Regions from separate parts of the Pan troglodytes genome. Here region 2 is linked to region 1. A link is a contact called in public Hi-C data. All regions are on one chromosome and are shown on one strand. Each heading gives the region's core, a stretch centred on a gene start, on an enhancer-like site or on the middle of the called end of the contact. The rest is flanking DNA. Distances are from core to core; before and after follow the strand shown. Region 1 holds the start of SART3 (spliceosome associated factor 3, U4/U6 recycling protein). Region 2 holds the start of ALKBH2 (alkB homolog 2, alpha-ketoglutarate dependent dioxygenase).

Region 1 (6,070 bases), core at 2,058-4,557:
AAAAAATAAATAAATAAACACTGAGGGATGAGAACCAGAACTCTCAAATATGGCAAGGCCAAGTTTCTCACAGACCTATTTGGAAGCAATTCATCATTATGCTCCGCCATAAAAGCAGTTACAGCAGGAAGAAGCAGCTGTGGGATCAGGATGAGGTGGGTGGGAGGCTTGGAGAAACTGGACAAGTCCATTTCTAGACCACAGGACAAAGAGGATAAGGCCAGAGGGTCTTCAGTTCATCACTTGCCAGGTCCTATCCTGTGTGGTCACATTCTAAACTCCACCCCATCCTTGGTGATCTGTGGCAGGACAGGCAACTGCAGAGTACTAGTGGCCAGAGACCTCTGCTCTCCCCTTTCTTGCTCTTTAGCAAGCTGTGTACCCTCACCAAGGACTTAACCTCTCTGGTCCCAAATCTCTCTTTCCCCACCTCACAGAATAGGCTCATCGAAAGGCCCAGGACTAGCAGTCTGAAGAAATGACATCAACAAGGGCAGGGACACAGTCAATCTGGTACCCAGTGTCACGCTGTGTTTGCTGAATGAGTAAGACTAAATTAGCTTCAGCACACTTATTTATAAAAAGTAGAGGGCGGGCGCGGTGGCTCACGCCTGTAATTCCAGCACTTTGGGAGGCGGAGGCGGGCGGATCACGAGGTCAGGAGATCGAGACCATCCTGGCTAAAACGGTGAAACCCCATCTCTACTAAAAATAGTAAAAATTAGCCGGACTTGGTGGCGGGCGCCTGTAGTCCCAGCTACTCGGGAGGCTGAGGCAGGAGAATGGCATGAACCCGGGAGGCGGAGCTTGCAGTGAGCCGAGATCGTGCCACTGCACTCCAGCCTGGGCCACAGAGCAAGACTCCGTCTCAAAAAAGAAAAAAAAAAAAAAGTAGAAATGCTAACCACCTGCCAACCCCAACAGGTTCCTCTGACAATCAGATGTAATGGGTGGGACAAGCTATACCAATGGATGACATCACTATCTCATAACAAAAATATCAGTGCCAGAGAGAGTATTATAAGGAAACTGACACTCAGTAAGGTTTAATGAGTAAACTAGATTAGCAACTTCACATTCACTGAGTGATTTCACATCCAGTGTGGCATCTAGTCCACATTTTAAGTGTAAATCCCACTATGAATAACTTAAAGGAAATCATTTCATCATTTGTTCTGAACCTCTGTTTCTTCATCTGTAAAAAGAGAATGCGGGCCGGGCGTAGCGGCTCACACCTGTAATCTCAGCACTACGGGAGGCCAAGGTGGGTGGATCACCTGAGGTCAGGAATTCAAGAGCAGCCTGACCAACATGGTGAAACCCCGTCTCTACTAAAAATACAGAAATTAGCCGGGCGCAATGGTGCGTGCCTGGATCCCAGCTACTGGGGAGGCTGAGGCAGGAGAATCGCTTGAACCAGGGCGGCAGAGGTTGCAGTGACACGAGATGGTGCCATTGCACTCCAGTCTGGGTGACAGGGCGAGACTCTGTCTCAAAAAAAAAAAAAAAAAAAAGAGAGAGAATGTGCTCCATCTCTTCTGTTTGCCCCCTCCAAAAAACACCCTACCCTCTCCTCCCTGCCCTGTGTCCCCGAGTATAGACCTCATGTACAGGTTTCCTGGCTCTCCAGCTTCCGGATGGGTCTGCCCAGCAGGAGGCACCAGCAGAAGTTTGGTGGGAGGAAGAAAGAGAGGTCAGGGTATTTCTTCCCCCACCTCAATCCTTGACAGGAAACTGGGGCTGCTTCCCTTGAACAAAGTTATCAGCAGGTCTCAGGTGCCCTCTCCACACAATTCAGATCACACCCTTCACCCCTTCCAGCCCAAAGATGGACACCAGGTTCTGGAGTTATCAGCCATGGGATACTAAACTTTCACTCCCGATTTCCCTACCCACACCTTTATTGACTTTCTCTCAGATCATCCTAATTTAAATGTGCCACCTATTTCCTGCTGAGATCCTGGATTATACAGTAGATATCACCACCTCATAAGGTTACAAGTGAGAGACCATGTTATGACTAGATGCTAGGCACTGAGCTATGGTTACTGTTACAACAATTATATTATGCAGAAATTGTTGCTCCCAATCTGCAGATAAGGAAGTCGAGAGGGTGAGAGAAATTAAGAAATTCTTACAAGCACATACAAGAGTTGAATAGCTAGAACTGAGGCCTTAACCTCCAGAACCAGAAACCTTTCCATTTCTATTATCACCATCGCGGTCAATATTTTTCTTACCACAAGTTTCATCATCGCCGTCATTCCTACATAACAAAATAACACTCTCTTGCGAATGAGTTTATTTCTACTGTTGGACGTGTGGTTAAGAGTGGGAGTTCTGGAATGGGATCAAAGTACAAGGCCTGACTTGCAGAAAGTGTTATCCTGAGCAAGAGACTTTCCTCCACGAGCCTCAGTTTCCTCCAGTAAAATGGGGATAGATAACAGGGCTTCCTTCACAGGGTCGTGGCGAGGATTCAATGAGATAACGTTTGCAAGGCAATGGGCAGGCAGTAAGCACTCAAATCCGACAGGAGCTACTGTCACGAAAAGCGGGTTTGCAGCCTTGGCGGCTTTATCGCCGCCGAGGACTAGGGAGGCGGGCCAGGACATGGGGACCCGAGGACCTGAAAGACTGGAAGATGCCCGCTGCCCACCCCCGGGCCCACCTGCTCCTCCAGTCTCTCAATCTCCAGCTGGTTTTTCTCCTCCTCTTCGTCATATTCCCACTCGTACTCCCCGGGGGAGCTCTCCGCGGAGGAAGCCATGGCGTACTCATCCCCATCGCTCTCGCTCACGCCTTCCTCCTGCTGATCCCACGCTGGCCCCATGGTCTTGTATGTCGCAGCGGCCACAGCCCGCGATAACACCTTCCTCCTTGTCCTAGCCGCCTTAACCTCATCCTCCTCTCCGTCAGCCTTGGGCCCAGCCTTGGACTCAGCCTCGGGTTCTGAAGCCGAGGTTTCGGCCGCAGTCGCCATCTTGCGCTTCTAATGACTCTCGGGTCTTCCCGCGGCCGCGGAAGACAGGCTGAGGCAGAAGCTGCCCGCGGCGCGCGCCTTATCAAAAGCCCGTTTTCTTGCCATTGAAAGAGAAACTGGGAACTTAGATAACGGGAAAATCTCCACATACACTAAATTCACATTATTTTATACCCTTGTAAAAGCTCCCACCAGATAAAAAAACTCATTATAATGGCATGCGTTCCGCCACAACTTCGGACAGAAGTTGGGTCTTTGGGCAGGAAGTGGAAGCCATAGAGGAAGTCATGGAGCGAGAGTGATGTCTGTAGTGAAGAATTTGGCGCCATCTTGAGAAGGTCAAAGTGATTCTTCGATTAAATGCCTTACTTATCGCCTAGTGTGACCTGGCGCTTGGGTTTACTCTCCCCAGCAACTGCGCCTCAAACGCAAAGAAAACTGCAGGTCCTCGGGGAAGGATCGATTTCACCATTCAAGAGAAAAATCCATTTCCCAGATTCCTCCCCTTTATGTAAACGTCTGGTACCTAGTAGACGTTAAATACACGTGAGTTTTCCGGTTTTATAAGATCACATACTGCAAACCAACAGTAAATTACATTAATACGCATTTCTTTAGAAATTCTTAATTGCTAGGCACTGACATATAAATTGAGTTTGCTGTTTAGAGAGAAAAATAGACATACTTTTTTTTTCAATCAGGACATGGTATTCGTTTCCTTCTTAAGCTTCCCACTTTTGAGGTAGGAAAGTATTGGTGTGTGTCTCTATCTCTACCTTGCTCCCTCATTAGCAGGCTTAATGGGCAGGAATTATGTCTGTTTTGCTTTCCGTTGGATCCCCGGGTCTAGTAGAGCGCCTTGACACATAGTAGGTACTCGACACAGATGCTGGCTTCATGATGAAGCAATTGTCCTCGAATTAATACAAAAGGGAAGATTCAGACTTAGCGAGCCGGTACCATTCGTCTAGGGACACACAGCCAGGAAGGAACCGAACCAGGATTCTAACCCAGGATTACCCAAGTTCGAATTCTAATTGAACATAAGTCCTTAGCGACCTTGGACGGAGTTACTAAACTGCCCTGAATCTCGGCTTCCTTAGCTGCAAAATAGGGTTAGGAAAAGTGGACTCGGTGCTCCTCTGCGCCGCATTCCCGCAGCGGGCTTTGTGAAAGCGAACTTGAGCCCCACACTGCAGAAGCCTGAGGTCCTGTCTCAACCAGAATCCAGCACCCAGGACAAGCCCTCCAGCGACTTCAGACCTTCCCGCTCCCGACCCCGCCCGCCCCCGAGAGGCGTGGTCAAGGCGGGGCCAGAAGGCGGACGCGTGCACGGAGCGGTAAGGCGCAGGCGCAAAGCTTCGGTGACGACAGAGAGGCGCGCTCCCAGCTCGGAGCCGACTCGCAGACGCGCCCCGCCCCTCGGCGTCGCTCTGGACTGGCGCAGGCGCAAGCCGGCAAGATGGCGGCGGCTGGGGCTGGCCGTCTGAGGCGGGCGGCATCGGCTCTGCTGCTGCGGAGCCCCCGCCTGCCCGCCCGGGAGCTGTCGGCCCCGGCCCGACTCTATCACAAGAAGGTAGGGACAAAAGAGGCGACGCGCGGAATGCCGACTCGGCGGAGGCCTGGGCTGGAGGGGCGGCCGCGGGGTTCTGCGCAGCTAGGACTGGGAGCTGTCCCCTCCTACGTCTTTGCCCTGACTCGCTTTCCCTTGCTGCGCAGTGGGGCTCACTGCAACTGATAAACAACAGTTACCGCTCATCGGGCGGCGACTTCCAGGGGGCCCCGCCGCTGGCCGCGACTTCGTGCGTCCCAATTTTAAATTCGCCAACAGCCCAGGAGGCAGGGTCCTGTTGGGACTTGTCTTTCTGAGTCCAGGGACAGACACACCCCCGGAGCGGGCTCCGGCTTCAGCCACTCCGCTGCCCTGGCCAGATGACCTTGGGCTAGTCACTGCGCCTCTCTGAACCTGTTTCCCCAGGTGTAAATGGGGGGCTCTCAGCTGTCCCTTACAAAGGATACTGTGCGTGGAGTCCTGGCATGGTTCCTGGCACATAGGCCCCAGCACGAGGAGACCGTTTCTGTTACTGCTTTAGGAGTGCATAGGGGAGTCAGGCTTGTAACCAACATGCGTAATGTTTTTGTTTTGTTTGGGGGGTTTTTTGGCGGGGAAGGAGGGATAGATTCATAGTCTGCAGCCCCTTGCTGTCTGGTGGCACAAAGTCCCCCAGACGTGAGACTCCCACTCGAGAAACAACTAAAGAATGCCATAAATCAACGTGGCACAAAAGGCCCCTACATTAGATACTATCCTGAGGTCCCTTTTACTTGGAGTCAAAATCCTTAGTCAGATGGGGGGAAAAGGGGACTGGAAGATCGGCGTGCTTACTACTAACCAGTAACCAAACCTCAAGGTTATTAAGGCCTTCTCTGTGCCAGTTCGAATGGATGTTTATTCTGATCTGGCTTCTGCCCTTTCTCCAAGGGCTTCTTCACTCCTCCCCCTCCCGGGGGTGTGTTTTGTTGAGGGTACACCCTGAAGAAACTTGGACTAGCAGCCTTTCAGCAGCCAGGGTGCGCTGCTGCACCAGGGTGATGACAGGCTGTGAAATACGGTAATGGCACTGTTTTTATTTTAAAAGACACATAAACGTACACATTCCATAGCATTGTTCCCTGTGTAACAGTCACCTTAAGGCTTCTAAGAAAGCTTTCCCTCCCTGGGCCATGGTTATTTTTAGAATTTTTAAATAGTAATCATCCTTTGAGGATGGATTTTATTTGAAAATAACAAAACTGCTGTTTGAGCCCAAGTCTGGTGATGTAGGTGGGTGAAAGTCAAGTATTTTTGTAAAAACCCTATGGAACTAAGACATGGATTTCACTGATTTTTTTTTTCTTCTAGGTATCTCAAATCTGTGAAGTATTGTAGAGGAGACACAAAAGGAATTGGGGGTCACAAATGGTTCTCATTGACATGAGTGTAGACCTTTCTACTCAGGTGAAATTTGGTATTTAGTGATTGCCTGCCAGGTTCAAGATGCTGACCGAGGAGCTTACCATCAAACCAGAGACCAGTACCAATAGAGA
Region 2 (6,070 bases), core at 2,649-5,148, 530 kb after region 1:
GAGCACAAAGTTGAAGGTCTGTCCAGTCACCCCAGAGACGTGATCCCGGATACGCTCTAGAACTGGGATCCAGGGCTTTGGAGACAGCGTGAGGCCTGAAAATGTGTAGGTCAGCCCAGCGTCGCCATACGTTGCCTGCTTCCTGGGCACACTGTGCCACTTCCCGAATACCTGGACTCTGGCCAGTGCTCCTGTGCAGAGGAAACATGGCAGTTCCTTTCTACCCGACCCCCCTCTAGAAATCCAGATGCCCCCCCCAACCTGCACTGCCATCACCAGAAATCCAGTGCCCCACATACATGCTCCCTGGGTATTCAAGATTGAAAGGGAAGTAAGGAATAACATTTCCCTGTCATTCCATGCAATTTAAACCCCTCTTCAATCATCATTTTGGCTTGCCCCAAATTTTCTTTTTGTTTTGTTTTCTTTGAGACAGGGTCTCCCTGTGTCACCCAGGCTGGAGTACAGTAGCACAATCTCAGCGCACTTCAACCTCCACCTCCCGTGCTCCAGCTATCCTCCCGCATCAGCCTCCTGAATAGCTGGGACCACAGGGGCGTGCCACCATGCCTGGCTAACTTTTTTGTAAGCTCGCTGCAACCTCCACCTCCAGGGCTCCAGCAGCCCTCCTGCCTCAGCCTCCTGAGTAGCTGGGACCACAGGGGCATGCCACCATGCCCGGCTAACTTTTTTTGTATTTTTTTGTAGACACAGGGTTTTATCATGTTGCCTAGACTGGTCTTGAACTCCTGGGCTCAAGTGGTCCGCCCACCTCAGTCTCCCAAAGTCTGGGATTATAGGTGTGCACCACTGCACCAAGCCAACTGCCCCAAATGTTCATGTAAGAACAGTGACTCTTGTTCTACAAGGAGAGAAACATGGTCCTGGGCCATTTTTTTAGTGAACACTGTAACTTAACTGCCTTAACTACAGTAAGGGCAGAATAAAGAGGCTGAAATTGGAGCACGATAAAGTTAGTTTACAGGCTAGGATAGCTTGTCAACTGTAGGGACTAAGGGCATGTGACCCCATGAAAGATGGGGCTCACACTCCTGGGGTCTCTTGTGGGCATTTCTTTTTTTAAGGAGATGGTGAGCCAGGCGCGCTGGCTCATGCTTGCAATCCCAGCACTTTGGGAGGCCAAGGCGAGGATCACTCAAGGCCAGGAGTTCAATTAACAGCCTGGGTAACACAGTGAGACCTACAGATAATTTAAAAATTATCCAGGCTTGGTGGTGTACATCTGTGGTCCCAGTTACTTAGGATGCTGAGGTGGGAGAATCACTTGAGCCCAGGCGGACGAGGCTGCAGTGAGCCAAGATCGTGCCCCTGCCCTCCAGCCTAGGTGACAGAGCGAGACCCTGTCTCAAAGCATAAAAGAATAAAGTGACGAGGGGGGTCTCACTATGTTGCCCAGGCTGGACTTGAACTCCTGGCCTCAAGTGATCCTCCTGCCTCAGCCTCCAGAGTAGCTGGGATTACAGGTGTGTGCCACCATGCCTGGCCTGTGGGCTTTCGTTTTTTGTTTTGTTTTGTTTTGAGACACAGTCTCACTCTGTTGCCCAGGCTGGAGTGCAGTGGTGCGATCTCGGCTCACTGCAACCTCTGCCTCCCGGTTTCAAGTGATTGTCCTGCCTCAGCCTCTTAAGTAGCTGGGACTACAGGCATGCACCACTACGCACAGCTAATTTTTTGTTGTTGTTGTTGTATTTTAGTAGAGATAGGGTTTCACCATATTGGCCAAGCTGGTCTCGAACTCCTGACCTCAAGTGATTCGCCCGTCTCGCGCTCCCAAAGTGCTGGGATTACAGGCGCGAGCCACCACGCCTAGCTTCCTGTGGGCTTTTCTATGCCTCTCTGCCAGATCCTTGTGTCCTCATTACAGGATAGAGGTGTGGTTCTCAACATGTGCTCCCCAGACCAGCAGCACCAGCAGCACCTGGAATCTCCTTAGAAACTAAACTAAACCACAGGGGTAGGGTCCAGCAATCCAAGTCCTGCCAACAGCAAGTCCACCAGGTGATGCTGAGAACCACTGGTGTGGAGAAATTACCTGGTTATTTGCCATCTCTCCTATGAGACCAGTGATTCTCAAACCCTGACTGCCCATGAGAATCACCTGGAAGCTTTTTAAACAAACAAGTGGTCAGCCTGCACTCGGAGCGATTCTGATTGAAGTGCTCTGCAGTAGAACCCAGCACGTTTTTTCACTTTGTTCTGTAAACTTTCCCAGAAGATACTCATCAGTAGCCAAGGGGAGATTCACTCGAGTCATCTGTCAGCTCCTAGTAGACAGGCAATCCAGTTTCTTTCAAGTTTATGTCCCAAGCACCTAAGGGGCTTAGCCCACAGGTGCTCAGAGAATATTGGATGAATCCATTAGTGAACCCATCAGTAAATAATGGATCCTGAGTTCAGATTTCTCCAAACATACGATCATTAATTGCACCAAACAAGCCCTCAATGCACAAGCACACACACACACACACACACACACACACCCCTCTGCTTACCTGTAAAATATTCTACTTCTTTCTCCAACTCTTGGAAAATCTCATCTGCCTCAGCTTTGCCAAACAGGACCGTGTAACTGCAGTCCAGGCCCTCAGCCCGAATGTGCCGCCAGCTAGGGCCTGCTGAGTGGCCTCCATTCCCTGGGGCCTCTCTCCTGGGCCTCTTCCTTGTGCTTTCTTTGTCTCCTCCCAACACAGCTGGCTCTTCTCCAGTTGGCTCTTGCTCCTCCTGCTTCCTCAAAAGGCCCCCTTGAGCCCCTTTCACCAGGAATCTGTCCATCCTGTCCCCACAGGAAAGAAGGGACGTCAGTGGCGAGGCCAAGACAGAAATTGCTCAAGTTCTGTCCCCAGTGCAAAAATCTGTTTGTCCAAGGGGTCTCACAGCAACATTCCTAGTTTCACATTTTCATTTTAAAGTTTAAAACCATGTCCTAGAAAGGAAACAGAAGATGTTAAAGCCGGAAGGGACCCTAGGGACAATCTGATCCAGGGTCTCCCACGTCCACCTGTGCATCAGAATCAGCTGGCTAGCTTGCAAAAACCCAGAGGTCTGCACTCCACGCCTGAGCACCTGAATTTTTAAAGAACTACCTTCTGGGAATTCGCACGCCACAGCTAAACTTAGAAACTACAATCCAAACCCTCATTTTGCAGAAGGGGAAACTGTTGCCCACAGAGGGGAAGAGGTTTGCCCAAAGTCAACTGTCCACCCCTTTAAGGAGGAAGGACCCATAACTGACCTCGCTGCCCCTCACCAGTGTTAAAATAGATCAGTCTAGTGATGCTCAAGTGGATACGATTCAGAAGCGAGACACAAAGAGGTTAAACACGGGTAAACCGCACGCAAAATTCGGATATCACTGCAACACGTCCGTGGGGTGGGGGTAGCAAGAGTGCTCTAGCATCGCAGCTCCAGCGCAGATCGGAATCCCGCAGTCACCCTGGGGGCCTGGTGGTGGTGGGAAAGACGCGCCCCAGCGAATCGGTCGCGTCACTTCCGGAGCACGCTGGGAACTAAGGCGGGCTAGGGCGCAAAGAGAGCAGCCGGGCGGCCCTCTGGTGCCACCTGCTGGCCTCCCGTGCGTGGCAAGCACTGCCGCTTTCTCGCTGATCATCTGTTGGGCCACTGTCGAGCATCACGGCTGGGGTGAGAACTGTGGCTTGGCGTCACTTCTCAGTGAGGGTTACTTTGGTGTCCGGAAAGGGCGTTGGGCCACCAGTGTATTGTCACGAGTGGGAGCAGGAGTTCTGCAGTCGGATATCGTGGATTCTGTTTCTGTCTCCTCCGCCCTGGCTGTGTGGCCTCCCACAGGTCACTTAACCTCTCTGGGGTTAAGTTGCCTCATCTGTGAAGTGGGGACTACAGCACCTATGTCATGAGAGCGCCTGAGGAGATGACAGGATGCATGAGAAATGCTCTGTCCTCTAAATAAATGTTGGTTCCATTATTGCTCGTTTGTCTTTGTTTTCTTGTTTTTTGATGTTGTTCTTGTTTGTTTTGTTTTTTTGAGACAGGAGCTCACTCTGTTGCCCAAGCTGGAATGCAATGGCATGATCATAGCTCACTGCAGCCTTGAACTCCTGGGTTAGAGCGATCCTCCCATCTCAGCCTCTGGAGTAGCTGGGACTACAGGCACATCCCACCCCACCCTAAATAATTTTAAAATTATTTTTAGTAGAGATAGGGCCTTGCTGTGTTGCCCAGGCTGGTCTCAAGCTCCTGGGCTCAAGTGATCCTCCCACCTGGGCCTCCCAAATTGTTGGGATTACAGGCGTGAGCCACCACGACCAGCTCCCCTCAATGGAACGAAAACTCCATGAGATCAGAGGCTTTGTTTTGACAGATTTCAACAAATGTACAATATTGTATGATCACCACCACAATCAAGATCTAAGACAGTTCCGTCCCTCCATAAAACTGCTCCAGCCTCTTAATCAACTTCGCCCATCACCCAGCATCAGCAACCACTGATCTGTCTTCTCTCCCTATAGTTTTCCCTTTTCCAGAATTTCATATACAGGGAATTGCCGTGGTTTGAATATCTGTTCCTCCAAAATCCGCATTGAAATTTAATCCTCAGTGTGGCAGTATTGAGAGGTGGGGCCTTGAAGAGGCGATTGGGACATGAGAGCTCTGTCATAATGTCCTCATAAATGAATTAATAGATTAATGGGCTCAGGGGTTAACGGGTTAATGGCTTACCGTGGGAGTGGGACTGGTGGCTTTATAAAAGGAAGAAGAGAGACCTGAGCTAGCACACTCAGGCCCCTCGCGATGTGATGCCCTACACGGCTTCAGGACTCAACAGAGTCCCCACCAGCAAGAGGGTTTTCACCAGATGCAGCCCCTCAACCTCGGACCTCTCAGCCTCTATGAGAAATGCCTTTGTGGGACTTCTTTCACTGAAGCATATTGCTTTTAAGATTCATTTATGCGCCCCCCCCACCCCCCCGCTTTTTTTTGTGAGACAAGGTCTGCCTCTACTGCCTAACTGGAGTGCAGTTGCATGATCTCGGCTCACTGCAACCTCCACTTCCCAGGCTCCACTCCCACCTCAGCCTCCCAAGTAGCTGGGACTACAGGCATGCACCACTACACCCGGCTAATTTTTGTATTTTTTGTAGAGATGGGTTTTTGCCATGTTGCCCAGGCTGGTCTCCATAGTCTTCAGCTGGTGAGCTGAAGAAATCCGCCTGCCTTGGCCTCCCAAAGTGCTGGAATTGTAGTCGTGAGCCGCTGTGCCCAGTCGTATACGCACATTTGTATTACTTACTTGTTCCTTTTTATTACTGGTATAGAAGGGATGCCCCACAGGAGTAGGCCCCACATAGGGTTGTTTCTCTGGTTTTAGGTTACTATGAGTAAAATCACTATAAACATTCACATACAAGCTTTGTGAATATAGTTTTTCATTTCCCTTGGGTAAATGCCTAGGTGTGGGAGTGCTGGGTCATAGTGGCTCTAAGGGCAAATGATTTTCAGCTTTGAGCCTCTCTCCCTTAGACTTCAGCTTCTTGTCCTAGGCACTGGGACACACCAGCAACAAGAAGCAGCAAGTTCCTTTCTTCACTCAGGTTACATTTTGGGGATGGAGACAGAAACACACAAGGAAAGAATAAATAATATGCTGTCTCTAAAGAAATTGTGTAAAAAGAAAAAATAAATAAGATGCTTTTGTATAGTATAGCAGTTATAGAGCAATGGGCTAGAAAGTGGGGCAGGAGGAGAAGTCCTTTTCAGGGAAAGATCCTGAGCTGAGACCTGAGGCTTTCCAGGCAAGGGGACGGTGAATGCAAGGGTGTGCAGGCCACAGGGGGACAAGCTGGGTGTGTCCAGCAATTGTGCTGGGAGCTGGACTCAGTAGTGGGGGCTTCCATCAGAGAGGAGGCAGCACTGAGACCTGGGTAGGAAGCTGGGGTTTATTCTAAGCCTTTTTGAAAACCAAAGAAGGGTTTTAACCTAAGGATTGTCTTTTTTTTCTTTTTCTTTTTTTTGTTTTTAGACAGGGTCTTGCTCTGTCACCCAGGCTGGAGTGCAGTGGCACAATCTCAGCTCA

What was found. A called contact is a pair of places that touch in the nucleus more often than the background predicts.
Region 2: a contact with region 1 is called in a Hi-C map of stem cell-derived neural progenitor cells, with 6 times the contacts expected there. The contact joins the promoter of ALKBH2 here to the promoter of SART3 in region 1. A contact is called at or near these places in 1 of 7 Hi-C or Micro-C datasets (stem cell-derived neural progenitor cells) and 1 of 1 datasets of contacts at active chromatin or transcription factors (stem cell-derived excitatory neurons).

What each region holds. Positions count from the first base shown.
Region 1 is chr10:115,366,813-115,372,882 of NHGRI_mPanTro3-v2.0_pri, forward strand. It overlaps SART3 (spliceosome associated factor 3, U4/U6 recycling protein), which reads right to left and starts at 3,308. Exons shown (of 18, transcript XM_016924118.3): 1 at 2,672-3,308. The coding sequence starts at 2,983. It overlaps ISCU (iron-sulfur cluster assembly enzyme), which reads left to right and starts at 3,280. Exons shown (of 5, transcript XM_509343.5): 1 at 3,280-4,559. The coding sequence starts at 4,446.
Region 2 is chr10:115,900,218-115,906,287 of NHGRI_mPanTro3-v2.0_pri, forward strand. ALKBH2 (alkB homolog 2, alpha-ketoglutarate dependent dioxygenase) reads right to left here and starts at 3,899. Exons shown (of 4, transcript XM_001136046.4): 1 at 3,254-3,899; 2 at 2,514-2,944; 3 at 1-191. The coding sequence starts at 2,793.